Regions from separate parts of the Mus musculus genome. Here region 1 is linked to region 2. Evidence: chromatin contacts called from public Hi-C data. All regions are on one chromosome and are shown on one strand. Each heading gives the region's core, a stretch centred on a gene start, on an enhancer-like site or on the middle of the called end of the contact. The rest is flanking DNA. Distances are from core to core; before and after follow the strand shown.

The links. Hi-C and Micro-C count contacts between places; a contact is called where the count stands out from the background.
Region 1: a Hi-C map of the N1E-115 cell line shows a contact between it and region 2, with 5 times the contacts expected there. The contact joins the promoter of Clec18a here to the enhancer-like site in region 2. A contact is called at or near these places in 4 of 39 promoter capture datasets (embryonic stem cells, liver, pre-B cells and 1 more), 1 of 15 datasets of contacts at CTCF or cohesin (embryonic stem cells), 5 of 484 Hi-C or Micro-C datasets (the HL-1 cell line, the N1E-115 cell line, cumulus cells and 2 more), 1 of 115 datasets of contacts at active chromatin or transcription factors (astrocytes) and 1 of 9 other capture datasets (embryonic stem cells).

What each region holds. Positions count from the first base shown.
Region 1 is chr8:111,080,186-111,083,049 of GRCm38.p6, reverse strand. It overlaps Clec18a (C-type lectin domain family 18, member A), which reads left to right and starts at 1,342. Exons shown (of 12, transcript NM_181549.3): 1 at 1,342-1,547; 2 at 2,119-2,210. The coding sequence starts at 1,409.
Region 2 is chr8:110,649,642-110,652,555 of GRCm38.p6, reverse strand. The region is part of intron 10 of Vac14 (Vac14 homolog (S. cerevisiae)); the gene reads right to left. Among named protein-coding and RNA genes, the nearest start is that of n-TGgcc10, 20 kb to the right of the region's middle. Within about 2 kb of position 1,530, at least 22 of the 459 cell types and tissues checked have an H3K27ac peak or open chromatin away from gene starts, as enhancers often do.

The sequences.
Region 1 (2,864 bases), core at 93-2,592, 430 kb before region 2:
TCTCTCTGTCTCTCTGTCTCTGTCTCTCTCTCTAGTTGTCCTCTGACCTCTACATACACATGAGGTAGCACCTGTATTCATATATATATGTAATAGCAATTTTTTTTACAAATAAAAATGCAGCTGTTACTAATCATGGCTTGGACCCACTGTGGTGCGCTCAGGCCATCTATTCGAGACAGAGGATCCTGAGACTCTGGGTATTGTACAACACTGTACACTTGCTGCCTGGCCTTGTCCCCACTGCCTGACATCCATGATGACATTCATATCCCATCAGCGTTTCTCCAGAAGTCCATGTAGCCCACCTGTGCCCTAGCAGAATCTCCAAAGAGGTGACATCTGAGATAGCACTGACTCTAGGGTCAGGGACCACACCAACTTCAGAAGGACAAAGTATTAGCTTGTAAGGCTGTGCTCTAGAATGGCCGAGTACCCTCCCTGGTCATTTGACTATGGTCTACATGTCAACCTTTTTTGATTTGGCTGTACTAGATACTCAGTGATCCTGATAGGATCACGCAGGCTTCAGCTAGGCCCTAAATACCATGGCAAGTTGCCGCCTTCCTGTTCCACTGTTTGTCTAGAGGCAGGCTTGTTCACCGCAGGACTTAAGTCAGCCAAGGGCATCCATCACATGCCCTCCTCTTTGTCTGCCTGCCCCCATCTTAGCCCAAAGTCACATGGGTAAGCATGATGGATCCTGGGACTAGCCTCATCCTCTCACACTGCCCTGACATAAAAGGCACACCTTTCTCCCTGAAGGTGCAGTCCCCAGCGAGTTCCTCTGTGATCCCGTCTGGTGGCATCTGTCTGGCGAATAGTTACTTCCTGCTTTATGTTTAATTCATGGCTAGGGGGGTTGGGATGAGCTTCCTAAGAAAGGAGAGAACTCCCCTGGGGTCCTGCCCAGGTCCTGCCTGCTTTACTGGCCCACTGCCAAAGTCCCAGCCTCCTCCCCATGACTGGGGCTGAGGAGTGGAAGCTGTCCATGGGCTTGGAGGACACTGTCCCTGCCAGGGTACAGTCATTAGTCGCTAATCCCACAGCCCTGGAATGTCTGTAGGCCAATCAGCAGGGTCTTTGGGGGCTCCCTGAGGGTGCTAATAATCCTACAATGATTAGCAGGGGCCACAGGTCAGTGCACACTGCCCTGCTTTTTCTTGCGGAGCGGGCTGGCCAGACACTGAGGCTGGAGGAAGGAGGCGTTTAGAAGAAGGGTTCTATGTCTCTTTTGAAGTCAGTGCACCAAGGAGGGGAGGCTGGTTTGGAGACAGTGATGATTCACTAGCCTCCTCCTTTTGACTGGCAGCTTAGCCTGACTCCGAGACTTGTGAATAGCTTCATGAACACGGGGAGGCTAGCTGGACAGCTGAGAGAAGCCATGTCTGCAGCATCCGGCAGGCCAATGATTCAGCCGGAGCCCTCCCTGTGGCTGGGAAGCCAGAGCCGATGGCTCGGTCTCTTGCTTCTGCTCCTGTCTCTCCTTGGCATCACATGGACAGAGGTTCAACCACCCCAGCCAAAGCAAGATCCCACTCTGCAAGGTAAGGAACACCTGGGCAAAGACGGAAGTAGAGATGCTGTTGTGAGCCTGAGAGAGGGTAGCGAGGGATTTCTAGAAGTCAGGTACCCAGGACTGAGCCCTGTGTTATGCTGATGTGATATGATGGGGGGGGGGCATTAGGATGATGGTGGGGAGGATGGAAGGATACTGGGAAGGAAGAAGAATGAAGCAGATGGGTCCAGGGTGGATGTTAAGGAAAGATACCGGTTAGAGCCTGCAGCTAAAACCTCAAAAGAAACACATCGGTAGAAAGGCCTGCTTCTAGTCCAGGGCTGAGTCATTCATTACCCCGAACCCCTCCACCCCCATCATCTTCCCACACCTAAGCCAGTCACTTATGCCATTGTTCTACACTTTGCCCATCCTCACCCATCTTCCTATCTCTCTCCTGGCCTCCCTCCATCTCTATAATGGGAGTTCTCTCCTACACAGCTACCACTGCCCCTCCTCATCTCAGATCTGTGTTCCTGGGGTGGGGTCACCCTCAGCTGGCTATGGCGATGTCCCAGGAGCCTCTGGTCATCGGCCTAACCTTCTCTCCTGGCCTCCAGCCCTGAGCAGGAAGGAGAGTTTCTTAATCCTCACCGCACACAACCGACTGCGCAGCCGGGTCCACCCTCCTGCAGCCAACATGCAGAGAATGGTGAGTAGACCCAACTGCCCTGTGTCAAGAGGGCTGCCAGAGGGACTGAGCCCCAGAGTGATCTCAGGAGGCCTTGCCAGTGCCAGAGGCCCTTTCACCAGGGGTACCATGGCATTGGATGCTGCAGAGATATGTGCCTTCTTCCTTCAGGGAAAGCCATTTGTTTAGGAAGTCAGGGCCCTCAGCAACTCACAGTTGCATTGAAGACAATCCTGCCTTTCCTGGCATCCTGTCGCCACGGAGATCAACAGATATGGATGGAGCCAGGGTTCCCCACTCCCGGAAAAGGAGCTCCACAAAGGAATTCAGCAGAAAGGGAGAGGTGAAGGACAGAGAGGGAGAAGAATCTCGCTGGGTTTTGCGGGGATTGGTTTGGGACCAGGATTTATCTAGCAAATACTGGAAGACCTCTCAAAAGTTCCTTACTCATTCACTGACTTGCCCTTTAGAGCCTCCATGATGGAGCCTGCAGCAGGGTTGGTTGGAGTTGATCATCCTGGAGCTTTAGACATGCTGCCTGCATATTCTGGGAGGCCCCTGCCACCCCTAGCCCCAGCCCACGTGAACAGGCCTGGGAACAGGGTGGGATCGGTAAGGGAGGGCAAGGTTCCCCATGGCTGCCTCCCATAAAGTTCTCAGAGGTGGACAGCCACA
Region 2 (2,914 bases), core at 281-2,780:
ACCTGGGGAAGGCCAAGTGCTTGCTCAGTGACTGAGAAGCTCTGACCAAATCTGCTCTCCTGGAACTCAAGAGATCCTGCTTCTGCCCAAGTGCTGGGATTAGAGGCACTCAGGTGAGGCCAGGTTCCAAGGCAGGGGCAGCACAGGCAGGAGACTTTAGGAGCTAGAAGCTCCTCTTCTAACATCACACTGCATCCCCTCAAGGTGACAGCAGTGCAGGCTGTATTTTCTGAGTACTGTTGTCAGGCAGCTCCACTGTGCGGCTGTGCACAATGGTCTTCCTTGGCCTTTCCAGCTACTCAATTATTCATCTGACCAAGAACTTGATGGCCGTGCTTTCCTCATGCACCTGCAGACTCTCTGAAGCTCATGACTTCTAAGGGGCGTGGCTCTATTACTACGAGGCAGAATTGCTGTTTAATACACACTGGTATTTCTCTGGTGCCTGTTTCAGGGTTGAGTGTGGGCATTCCATTCTCAGGGGATCGGATGATCTCAGTATGTGACACAGTGACAGAACCCAGAATAGAGCCTTTGCACAGAGGAAGGCAGCCACTGTGCTATTCCAGGAGTCACATGGCTAGGAGTTCCTGATGGATTTTGAACATTTCAAACTGTCAAGGCTTTGGCAGCAAATGATAGGCAGAGCCAGGGTGGCAGAAACAGTGGCCATTCAAGCCCTTTATCCTGTTCTCTGTCCAACAGAAACACAGTTGAAGCACGGATGGGCTTCGACAATTTTTAGTTTCCAAGCCGAAGTTAGCTTTCATGTTTTAACTAAGCCACGGCATTAGCATATCAACATACAATCTTATGGCTAGAACAGCTGTCTCAGTGGTAAAGTGGATGCTTGCCACAGTCCAGGGCCTTAACGAAGCAGGTGGATACTGAAGGGTAACTGCCCTTTCTCAGCCACTCTTTGATAGCCCCATGCCCTAGGGTCTACAGTAGGTCCATTTTCCAGCAGGAGTCACAGGGCAGTCGGAATGCTGTGTGTGTGCGTGTGCGAGTGTGTGTGCGTGCGTGTTCCTGAAGACCACTGCTACACTTCAGCTGAACCAGCCCTGGCCATCCCTTCAGGTTGTTGGTGCCATGTCAAGACCACATAGTAAAGAAAGCAAGCTGGCAGCGCTGTAGATGATGACACTCTTCAATGACACTTCTTCCCCCAATCCCTAGCAAGGTGTTAGCTTCAACCAACAATCATGAGGTCATGGAAGGAACTTCAAGTTTCAGGCCATCTGCCAATGCACAGAGGAGGAGTCCTGGGCCCAGAGGCAGAGTGAGATGCACCCAAGTCAAGAGGCCAAGGGCTAAGAACTCACTCTCTTAGCTGGAGACATGCTCCTGAGTTGTTTTCCCTCGGCTAGTTCAAGGTGAAGGTCACGGGAAGAGGGAAGCAGCTGCACACTTATCTCTGTGGCCAGCACAGTGAGCTCCGGATCCCACCTGCCCTTGAGCAGGCGGCTCTGGTGGGTGGTGCTGGCTGCTGAGCTCTGCCCGTGCTTGTGGAGAACCGGAGCTGTGAGACCTTCCCAGAGTGGGGTGTGCTTGCCCAAAGTGGTCGGCTTCCCTCTACTGGGCCAAGCCTGAGATGCATGTCCTTGGTTCTGGCTAAGCTATCATGAACAGAATAGTACTCACAGGAGGTTTAAAATACATTTCTATACCGGTTCCAATATGTCTAGACAAGTCACTCCTAAGAGATTCCGAGTTATTTCAAGGCATCTTCAGCAAAAAATGAGTCTTACATGAACATATACTACAATATCCACGTGTACTGCACTGCTGCCGCTTAAAGCACAGGATCGCCCAGCCATGCTTCTGACGCCACAGCACCCAGTGAGCGGGTCTTTCTGGGAGGCAGCACTGTATTTCTGAAGTGCATAACTTTCTTTTCCACTCACATTATAGCTGACATCAAACTGAAGAAAGGTAACTGTGAAGAGAGAGCTTAGGAATCCAGTGCTGCCTTTCTAAGACATCAGGTCAGTGCAGCCTTTTTTTTTAACTGGCAGTGTCATTCAAAGTTGGGCAGCATCAGCTTCTAGACTTTTCTGCAGGTTGTGGCACAGGGAAGACAACCACACCAGGACAATAGTCCTGAATGGTCATTGGTGACACCATGGCTCTTGGCAAGGCCCTAGGTGTCAGGGGGGAGGTCTGCACAGTGACACCTGTCCAAAAACCTGCCAAATGTGTCAGAGAGGCCAATGAGCACCCTCCTAGAGCTATCCAGCAATAATCCGGCAAGCTAAATGCTGGTGATATGGAGCCAGAAAGGCTTGGACCTTCACTTCATCACTAGTTAGCGGGGTGGCTTCCAACAAAAATTTAACCTCTCTGTCCCCTCTCCTCGTTTTGATTATGAGGATAAGGAGGTTCTTGTGATAACCAAGGTAGCCAGTGCAACCAAGTGTGTGCTGTCCGCCAGGCACTGCTCCAGGCTTTTCACATATGTAACTAACTCATTGACATCCCATTCCTCTCTGGGGTCAATGCTGTCACTACCCCAACAGTTTACACACAGCCCACAGGATGAGAACCCCAGAGGGCTTCTCTCCAAAGGAGAGGTGCACCTGGCATACAGACAGACAGCAGTGGTGAAATCCTCCCTCAGCTTTGTCTTGCTTTCTACCACACTTTCTCCATTCTGCTGTCTTCAACCTCCCATACAGCTCCAGCACTGTGGAGGGGAGAGGAGGTTGGACCCCTTTGACGGGGGTTGCTTGACTGTCTATCCACTGAGACAGAGATGTTACCTGTTTACTCAGTGGCTCTCTTAGTGGCCGAGCCTGGGCCCCAGACCGGGGCAGAAGGCATCTGTGGCTTTAGTGCATTGACTCCCCGACTGTCTATGGATTCGGAATTTTGTGTGGGTGTGTACTTTCCTACACAGCTGTCATTAGACTTT